Linked DNA regions of Rattus norvegicus: region 2 is linked to region 1. Evidence: chromatin contacts called from public Hi-C data. All regions are on one chromosome and are shown on one strand. The core of a region is the stretch at or near the end of the contact, and the rest is flanking DNA. Distances in the headings are between cores, read along the strand shown. Region 1 overlaps Acbd6 (acyl-CoA binding domain containing 6). Region 2 overlaps Acbd6 (acyl-CoA binding domain containing 6).

Evidence for each region. Hi-C and Micro-C count contacts between places; a contact is called where the count stands out from the background.
Region 2: a Hi-C map of hepatocytes shows a contact between it and region 1, with 2.8 times the contacts expected there. The contact joins two enhancer-like sites. A contact is called at or near these places in 3 of 12 Hi-C or Micro-C datasets (hepatocytes, kidney and liver).

Annotation. Positions count from the first base shown.
Region 1 is chr13:70,301,538-70,306,649 of GRCr8, forward strand. The region is part of intron 3 of Acbd6 (acyl-CoA binding domain containing 6); the gene reads left to right. Among named protein-coding and RNA genes, the nearest start is that of Acbd6, 27 kb to the left of the region's middle. Within about 2 kb of position 2,529, at least 6 of the 93 cell types and tissues checked have an H3K27ac peak or open chromatin away from gene starts, as enhancers often do. A contact at or near this core is called in hepatocytes, where this site is marked.
Region 2 is chr13:70,343,890-70,349,001 of GRCr8, forward strand. It overlaps Acbd6 (acyl-CoA binding domain containing 6), which reads left to right. Exons shown (of 8, transcript NM_001011906.1): 6 at 2,326-2,415. Among named protein-coding and RNA genes, the nearest start is that of Acbd6, 69 kb to the left of the region's middle. Within about 2 kb of position 2,007, at least 1 of the 93 cell types and tissues checked has an H3K27ac peak or open chromatin away from gene starts, as enhancers often do. A contact at or near this core is called in hepatocytes, where this site is marked.

The DNA of each region.
Region 1 (5,112 bases), core at 1,279-3,778:
GAAAGAACAATCAAGTTCTTCAAAAGAAAAGGGGGGAAACATAATTTAAAAAAGAGATAATGTTGTTACAAATACATGGTATTATAAATACTTGCAGTCTGAATTTCCCAGTGCCCATCCTTGTATGGAAATAAGTTTTTGTGCTGATTAAAGTGGTTGTCTGTGGTCACAGTCGTATGTGATAAAAGAGGCTTGCAGCAGTCACCAAGCAGGGCTGGTGGAGTGGCTCACAGAAGTCCCGGCAAGCAGGTGGTGTCCTAACAGTGAAGCATCCTCTCCAAAGTCGATGACCTTAGAGCAACTGCGTGAGAGTGCAGAGCTTTCTTACATGCTAATGTTCTCCTGACCTTGCAAGATTTGATTCTAGAACCTGGGGATAAGTTAGTATTCGCATCTTTGCCATGTCCTCTTTGCTACATCTAAGGACTAAACAACCACCAAGAGGTTTTATGGTGCTGAATTCAAGCTGACTGGTTGCCTTCACTGATTTATAAGCAGCCTTAAGTAATTTTAGGAGGTAGGACAGAACTGAGTGTAGCAAATTCTTGCCATAATTGTCTTGTCTGTGATAGCAAAGTGAGAAAAGCTCACCTGAAGTTTATAAGCGACAACACGTGCCAGAAGCAGGACAGCACGTGGAGCAAACAGCCGGCTACTTCTCTGACGGATTGCATTAGAAAGGCGTTGGCAGGGCAGGAAGTCCTAGGCCGGTCTCCATCACCCACCTATAGTAGAAGGTGGGGTTGGGGTGGGCAGGACCTTGTAGGATGCACTTCTTCCCCCTCTTTAACCTGCCTGTACCTGGCCTCCTTGGCTGCGAGGGCCAGCTTTACCAGGACTGCCAGTGACTCACACCTACAGTCTCAGATGTCAATGACAGGAGTTACTCTGAGTCTGTATCCTTCAGTGACTACCGAGGAGTAGGTGCCAAGCCCAGAGCTTCAGGGGCACATTTGACTGAGGAGAGGCAGAAAGCTGAAAGAATTGGCAGGTAATTGCTGTTCCCTTCTTCCCTTTCCTCCTACTGCAGTTGCAGGCTCTGACGGTGCGTAGCCTGAACGGAGACAGCCTGTGAGGCCTCGGTCAGTGGAGCAGCTCTGTCAGCAGAACTTGTGTTTGTCTCTCTTCTTTGAGGATTCATTTTCTTTCCTCCTCATCATTCATATACTGGGATTTTACATCCCAAGAATTACTCATTTTGGAAGCTTTGCCTCAGGTTCTGCTCCCTAGGGAATCCTGGGAAGAAGCTAATGGCTAACTTCTGAAACCAAATAACAATGTCTGCAGGTTCCAGAAGGGATGTAGATGTGGATACATTGCTAAAACATTATAGCAGTCAACAGGGAATGGTTAAACAACAGCATATTGTTCAGAGGAATACTCGGTGAGAAGTGGTACAGGAGGTTGACTGCATGGAAATGTTGAGACAGAAGTCAGCATATTTAATCTGCTGTCATCTTGGAAATTAAATCTTTGAAATGTGTTCACAAATGCACACTGGCAGGTATTAGAGGAATGATGTGGAACCGAGAGAAGGATGAAAGGAACTTTTGTTTTACTTTTACCACAGACTTGTTGTAGATTAATTTTTTCACAATGAAACAATGGAAAGTGATTTATTTAACTGCTAGAGACAGTGTGATACTTATTTAAAATGAAGAACAAATGTTTAAGAAACAGAAACCATACTAGAGTACTTATACTTGATCTTAGCGAAAGGCTGAGAGCCAGGCTGCTAAGGCACATGGTTTTCCAGTTTTTAAAGTGTGTGTGTGTGTGTGTGTGTGTGTGTGTGTGTGTGTGTGTGTGGTTTCTGTGTCTGTGTGTAAATGTCTGTGTGTAAAATAGCCAGATTGCATTGTCTTTGGTGGGTGAAAATATTTTTTTTTCACAAAATGGAAATAGTTTTTATTTTTGTCTGATTTTTACTTTTTATATGTGTCAGGAATTGAACTTGAGGCCTTGCTCATCCTGAGCATAAACTGTACCACTGGGACATAACTCACCCCTCCCCCCACTCTATCACACACTTTTTAAAGAAAAGTAGGCAATAGGACTGTTTGGTGAAAATAAGAGTTCTTTTTATGTTCCAATTTTGAAATTTTTCAAATTCACATGCACACAGAGCTGGGATTTTATTTGATTTTTCTCCATACATGTGATTTCTGATGCTTGCATGCTGTTCTGTCGTTTGGGCAAGCCCTGACTGCGTTCTCTGTATATTCAGCTGCTTCCTCATTCTCCCTTCCCTCTCTTTGCTCTTTCCCACTGTATATGCTGCAGCAAACATCTTTCCACTTATATTTTTGCACACTTATCTAATTATTTCTTCAGATGAATTCCTAGCAGTCAGTGGCCAAATTTTATAGTTTTGGTTATTGATTGATGACGTAGACTCATCAAGTAATGCATTATTTGTCTAGGAAGAAATACAGGCTCATGTTTTCTATTAGTCACTTGTGACTTTTCATTAGTGGTTAATAATTATCGACTGCTCACAATGGGTACTGAGAACACTGTGAACATGACACCGGAGTACTAGGTCGGACTTTGCTCTGCTCAGATCTGAGCAGACTGGGGCAGAGGTGACTCATAGCTAAGGATGAAAACACTATGAGAGAGAATAGTCCTTTATAGGATTTAGAAGGGAAAGGACAAAATTTAGTTTTAAAACTGTAGCATTTCTCTTCGTTTGCATAATATTTTTTCTGCTTGCATTATAGTTGACTATTTACATGTCTCTCGTCTCCTTTAGACTTTAAGCTCCACAAGAAAACGTATCTGCCCGGGTTATGACTATGTTCCCAGTGAGCAGGCAGCAAGCATCTGTGGAGTTATTTACTAAATGGGCAAGTGCATGCACACAACGAGCTATGCATCTGTTTCCAGTGTCGTTTGTGGAAGCATGGCTACCAAGCTTTCGGGCATATGTTATGATGTTGCTAAAAATAGTCTTCAACTGCATAAAGAAAGGGACCCCACATTCTTTATTTAATTAAATTGCATCATTTCGTATGTTCATACCATTTCATAAAGCAAGAAGGTAAACCATCACTCTGCTTCCACATTATGCAGCCTAATTATAAACCCAGGGTCAGACCTCTGTACTGGGAGGCAGCCGTTCAATAAATCAGTATTACAAATGATACGCCCCAAAGGAGTATTTACTGGTTACTTTAGCCAACTTATAAATGAGTAGCTTAAGACCACAAGTAATTAGATGGGGTCAGGAGTAAAGAATACCTATAAAATAGATGGCAAGTTTTTCCTATTCTTTGAGGCTTGTTACTTCCTTTATGCTGATTTGTGTTCTAAATTATTGTTGATATGAGGGTTCCAATTTTTGCTCTTTCCTAGTAAAACGTAAATAATTTTGATTACAAGCACTAAGGAACAAATGACTCATTGAGGAGCAGAAAGCTCTCTGCGCCAGTAAGGAGTTATCTTTATGTTTCAATGCACATAATGCAGTCAATGAGACTCTAATCATGCTCTTACTTGTGTCAGCTTCTTACCATTCATTTCGTGTGTGCGCGTACACATGCTCATGTTCACAAATGCACATGTGGAGGTCAGAGGTCAGCTTCTGAGTGTTCTCTCACTCCACAGTGGGGGTTTGGGGGTTGAACTCAATTTTCAGGCTTGGTAGCAACTACTGAGGAACCTTGCTGGACCTGACAAACTATTAATTGGAGGTAAGTTTTATGCAGACTTATTATTGTTTTCATAATAAAGTTTTAAACATTTTAATATTCTAGTAATATGTTCTTAATTTCTTTTTTTAACAAGTCAAGAGTACTTACAGGTGTTGACACACTTTTAAGCTCTTATTGAACAAACTGCCAGATTACTTATCAAATATTTTAAATACCTATCAAATGTTTTTATGTGATTATAAGTAATTCCAAGACATCCCACTCAAACACACTGTATATTCCAGTTTCATGTTCCTGTGTTTACTGCTTTGAAATTGAATGTAATTAGAATAAACACAATTCTGGTATTTTGAATCATACCTTCATCTTTAAATTTTTGTCTTAACTAAACACACACCATTTTTTCTAGAAACCCCACTGCTAAAGTCGGAATCTGACATTACCGGATATCCCTAAGTTCATGCCAGACTCCCTTTGTCAAAGGCTTTCTCTACCTGGGAGATCCGGGACCCTACACCCACTACCTGAGGAATGTCATGTACTCGTTAGGGAAATTACAGCTCCAACTCCCTTTCCCCCAATAAGAAACCTGGTCATCCAGACCTGAGATTCCTGCAGTGCCTCCCCATGCTAATGGGGTATCTCAGTGCCTTAGCCTTCAGCCAATGACCTTTGCCCTGGGTATCCCTGACCCCATCCCCAAAACTATATGACCCTTGATTCACCCTGAATAAAGTGATCTGTCTCCCCGAAGCTGATCCCAGAGATAAGTCTGTTATTTTGTTGTACTCCTGCCATTCACATACCCTGAAACCCTGTTGACCCTGCTCCCTTTGTCCTCATGGGCTGGTGGCCAGCAACCTTGGGGGGAAGGGAGGACCACTCTAGCTTTAAATGTTTTGATTTTTTTCCCTTTGTGAAATTTGGTAGTGTTTTATAAATACATGTAGATTATGTGATGCTTGTTCCCTTTATCAACAGCCCTCATTTAGTATAATAGAGCTCCAAATAAGGGTTTATTTTGTAAGAATTAATGGGATAAATAACAAATTGATTTTGAGTTTTTTCTCTGTGACACTTGAGGAACTTGGCAGTGCCTGTATTTGGCAGCTAAGCTGCCAGACTATTCTGGTGTGATGTTTAAACCAGTGAATGGAGCATGTGAGGACACTTACTAAACATAGCTGGTAATGGGCACTTCTAGCAAGCAGATTTCCGTGTTCAAGATAGAGGGGTTTCAGAGCTCTAGTCTTCCTTTTGCCCACTGCCCCTGTCTCTAGGGCAGCATTAGTTGTTGGAGGTTGAGTCCCCACTTACTTGAACACCTTAGCTGCTGAGGCTGAGTGCCCACTTCACTCTATGAACTGCTGTTCAAATTCCCTCCATCCCCCTTTGGGCAAAGGCTTCTCGGTGTAGTCCAAGCTGGCCTCACACTCAGAGACTCACCTGCTTCTGC
Region 2 (5,112 bases), core at 757-3,256, 42 kb after region 1:
CAAACTTAAAATATAACCCCATTAACGGTGAGATGTGCTGCTCAGCTGCTCTCCCATCACAACAGTGAAGGAGCCATAGGTCAGCATTCGTCGGTGAAACATGACGGGGTCAGACCTAAGGCAAAGTCAGGAGCCTGCTTGAGAGGTAGAAATTACCTATTCATCTTGTGGTATGAGTACGCAGTCCTAGGTTTTCTAACGATGATGTCCTTCTCATGTACACCATGTAAGTATGTCACGCACCTTAATTATGCAGTGAGTCTTACTAATGGTTGAACTTACTACCTACTCTCCAAATACTTAAATTGGACTAAAAATGATAAGCTTTTATCTGATTTTTTTTTTTTTTTTGAGACAGGGTCTCTGTGTAGTCCTATCTGCCTCCCTAGTGTGGGAACTAACGGCGTGCACCACCACACAAGACTGATTTTCTTTTTTTTTCCCCTCAAGAGAAACAGTTTATTTAGAATAAAACAAAAGCAGCTCAACTGTGAGCCCATGTTTGTGTGGCAGCTACTTTAAGCTGTGCGAGCCATAAAAAGGGTTTTTCTTTACTTTTGTAGAAATCTTGCGTACACAGCACAAAGCAAAGAGGTAATTTTTCCACTAAAAACACCGGCTTTGGCATTACTATAGCAGATACACAACGTTAAGCTGCCATTTTAGTAAAAGGCACAAAATACTGAACAGATTAGCTTTCTTCCATCAGAGGCCCATGTAGCTCCACATAAGCCACTTCTCTTCAAAGAGGTCCATTAGAGCTTTGAATTCCGTTTCTTCATCCGCTGTTCACCAGTTTTGCTTGCAGGAGGAGGGAAAAGGTTATTCAGTGCAAACGTTCACAGTATTAAAAATGTGTAATTTCCCCTGTGCCCTTATAGATGAACATAGTAGGAACAAGTCCTTAAACTTTAACTTCAGAAAGCACCAGTAATATCCACTGGCACAAACCTTGAAATAAATTTACTATATGAATACACAAATAACAACAATATGGCTTGACTTTTTAAAAGACTTAACCAAGGTTTGTAGAACTGGAAATATTGTTTATCCTCAAAAAACTAACGAATGGCCAAGTGTCCAGGAACAAGTAAATTTATAATTAACCAATATCTTCTAAATATAACTAAAAACATGGAACAGAAAGATGGAGTTAGACAAACTTAACCCCTCGGAGCTCATTTCTGTTGTTTATGTGAAGTGACGAAGACTGGTTAAAGCTACTAAGCCGTTAACAAACCACCTTTACCTATGTTACCAAAGACAGTAGCTGTCACTTTCTGTAAGAAAACACACCTACAGTTTGCCATCCACACTTTCAAACTCTTGTTTCCCTCTTTTACAATTTTTATGTGTGCCAGATCCTTTTTAGGATTTTGTGTTAGAAAGTAGAAACTCACAGATCAATAAAATCAGTCAAGCAAGTTAGACCAATACAAAAGGGAATCTGCAGGGAGGAAGTTGTCCTGGCTATTTACCTGACTAGTTAGGCTGACACATGCATCCAGACAGTCTTGAGTGGTAAAAAGCAGCCTAGGCAGCTTTAGAGAAGTTACCTTGGAGGCTGCGTTTTAAGGTCTCCCTTGCATCAACTTCTGTATATTTAGATCTTTTCTACAGTGTGGAAAAGCATCTTATTCTCCATGAGATATCACTGCTGCCCTCAAAGGAGAGTTATGCCATACACCATTCACCCCCTTGTTCAGAGGAGACCAGCAACCTAGGAGGGGTTGTTTGCTGGGGCAGGAGAATAGGCTTCACTTATTAGGTACACCAAGATTTTCTGACAGTCAAAAAGCACATTAATAGTACTGTAAGTCTTTGCTAGCTAGAAGTCCATAGTAGTAGTACGTCATGTGGCTGAAGACATGGCGTGGCCGTGAGGTCATTCACTCAAGTATTTTGATTATATTTCATATGTTTATTTGTGCAAGTATGTGCACACATGTGTACCTGCACAAAGACCAAAGGCCAGCTGGCAGCGGGCAGTTCCCTTCCTGGAAGTGGAGCTCAGGTCATCAGGCCTGCAGCAGGCATCTTTGTGGGCCAGGCCGTTTCGGCAGCCCAACTCAGATACTGGTCTTGTTGTTTGTATTACCATTTTCCGTTATTCAGGTAAGGAGAGTGATTAAACCAAAGCAGTTACGGGCCAGCGTGCGATCAGATCAGAAGTAGAACTCAGGCCTTCCCATTGCTTGTCTATTGCTTTCCCATAGTGCACCTTAAATCATTCTTAGAACAGCAGTTTTCCCATCTTCCTCAGCCTGTGAGCTCTGTATGGCCCACACATATTTAACAAGTTCCTTTGCCATTTGCTACTCACAGGGCAGAGCTCTGCTCCACTGGGCATGCGATCGAGGACATAAGGAGCTGGTGAAAGTCTTGCTACAGTGTGAAGCCGGCATTAATTGTCAGGTAAGAGTACATTTAAAAGGAGCTTGCTTTTCTTTTTAGTTAAGATTCATTCATATTTGTTATGTGTATGGGTGTTGTTCCTTTATGTATGTCTGTGCATCATATGTGTACAATGCGACAGAGGCCAGAAGAGGGTATTGGATCCTCTGAGAGGAATTACTGAAGGTTGTGAGTCTTGGGAATCTGATCTGGGTCCTCTGGAAGAGCAGCCCACACTCTTACCCACTGAGCTAGCTCTGCAACTCTACAAAGGAGCTTTAATATGCACGCGCGTGCGCGCGCACACACACACACACACACACACACACACACACACACCTGAAGTAAAATTCTCATAAGAAAAATGTATGTGATTAGATGTCTTAAGGCATATGTCACTCGAGCCCCTGCTGTAGAGTTCCGCAGAATCATGAGGCAAGTGCTTTCCTGTTTTCTTTCTCATACTTACCCTCAAGCTGTGTAAGTGGTGGAGCACACCACAGGACCTCATTCATTTTTATGACTAGATCGCTAGTGTATGAGCATAAATGACAATGGTGACATGATTTCGATTTACGTTTTCCTAACGACTAAGCAGTACTGAGCCTTTTTGGGTTTTGGCAGTAGAGGGGCTGGGATGGGCTGTGTGGCCCTGGCTGTTCCAGAACTGGCTCTGTGGATCAGGTTGGCCTTCGCCTCCCTGGTGCTGAGATTAAAAGTGTGTACCACCACCCAGCTCTTCTGGCATATTTTAAAATTTATATTATATTATACTTTTGTGACCCATTTGTTCATGTCTTTTGCCTAATTTATTATTATATTGATAACTTTAAAAGAATTATATAGGAGCTGGAGAGATGGCTCAGTGGCTAAGAACACTGGCTGCTCTTCTAGAGGTCCTGAGTTCAATTCCCAGCAACCACATGGTGGCTCACAACCATCTGTAAAGAGATCTGATGCCCTCTTCTGGTGTGTCTGAGGACAGCTGCAGTATACTCATAGCATAAAAGAACAAATAAATTGTAAAAATATTTTAAAAAAGAATTATATAAATATTTTATGTAATTTTAAGAGATTATAAACATTTTATGCGTCTTAAGACAAAGTTTAATACATATGTGACATGTTAAAACTGTTCCTCATGCTTTTTCCTGAAATTTTCTCCCTTTCATGACTTCTTTGAGCCATCTAGAATTACCCAATGTTTTGTAAATGTTAATAGAGATTTTACTTTGTCCGGATGCCCAGCCAGTCGTTGTAATGATGTTTACTGAATAACCAGTCCGGATGCCCAGCCAGTCGTTGTAATGATGTTTACTGAATAACCATGCTTGCTTCTTGCAACTCGCAGCAGCTTCCTTAACGTAGTCTCTGGCTTCATCTCAGTCTACCTCTGACTTGTTCTCCTGTCCCATACTCTGTTCTTCCGTATGTTCTTAGGCTGTGTTCCTAACAAGCATAGCTTCAAACGTTTGAACATTGGATAAGACTTCACTGTTCATTCAGAAATTTTTCTACAGTGCTGCTTCTCATTTTGTAAATGTTTGAAGTTGTCTTCTTACCCTCACTTTACTTTCACTAAGTTAAAGCAACGAGAGAACCCCCCCACCCCCCCCACCCCCCCGTGCACACTTGCCCACACAGGACTGTAAATTCGTCAAGGGTACTTTAAAGGAGGGTGTCCCCACACTAGGCCTTGTCTGAGGTTTCTGCCAGTTCTGTGTTGGGTTAGTACGAGCCTAACAGTCTAACAGTCTCAGTCTCTGCCTTGTGTGACATTAGAGCATCGTGGACGCCAGCTTTAATGCAGCCAAGGTTCCATGCAAGTTTTTAGGACGGATGGGTTAGGACCGTGCTGCCTGACACAGTGCTCTCCTGGTTCTCTGCATTCACGCAGCCATTTTACGGTGCTCTGACTTTGTTCTCGACAGTTATAATCTGATCTCTCTATGCCGATATTGGAAATGGTTTGGCTCTCTCAGCTTGAGCTGGTTACAGGCCTCCAAGTCAGAGGGCTTCTGCACTTGGGTCTCAGAAGGACTTTCCCACTGTTGTTTCTCTTTTGGTTTCCTTACGGAACAGCACTTTTCAAATAGAGACAATTCAAGCACAATAAATGGACATAAAGATTCACCTCCCTCATGACTCAATCTTTCTTAAACAATATTATTAGTGACTGGCTTATTGGTTGCCAAAAAAAGAAAATCAATTTTATTAGGACTGTTTGCTTGGCCATAGATCTTGGTACTAACCCAGCACAGGCAGGCTGATGTGATCAACTGAACAATAACCTTCCTGAGAGCCTGGAGGGAAATGATTAGAGCTGTGTCAGGTCTGTTCCGTGTATTCCCGTCATTTTACTCTGTCCGTCTCATAAATTCCTTTACTGAACTGCACTGGTTGGATTCTGTGGAACTGGTGAGGTTGGAACTAATATTTATTTCTAAGAAAGATCTTTTATGATTCCATCTATTGGTGTGTGTTAACAGATATTTTGTTTCTTCCTGCTTACTTGTGACTTTTGCTTCCACTCTGGAAGTTGGGGTATTGTCATATTTAGTGTTAGGGTAATGGTGTAAATGCTGTGTGTGTGTGTGTGTGTGTGTGTGTGTGTGTGTGTGTGTGTGTGTGTCTGTGCAGACTCATCTTTTCAGTTCTTGAAACCCCTCCACAGCACATGATATAGATACTTTTGTCTTGACATAAAACACTTTAAAG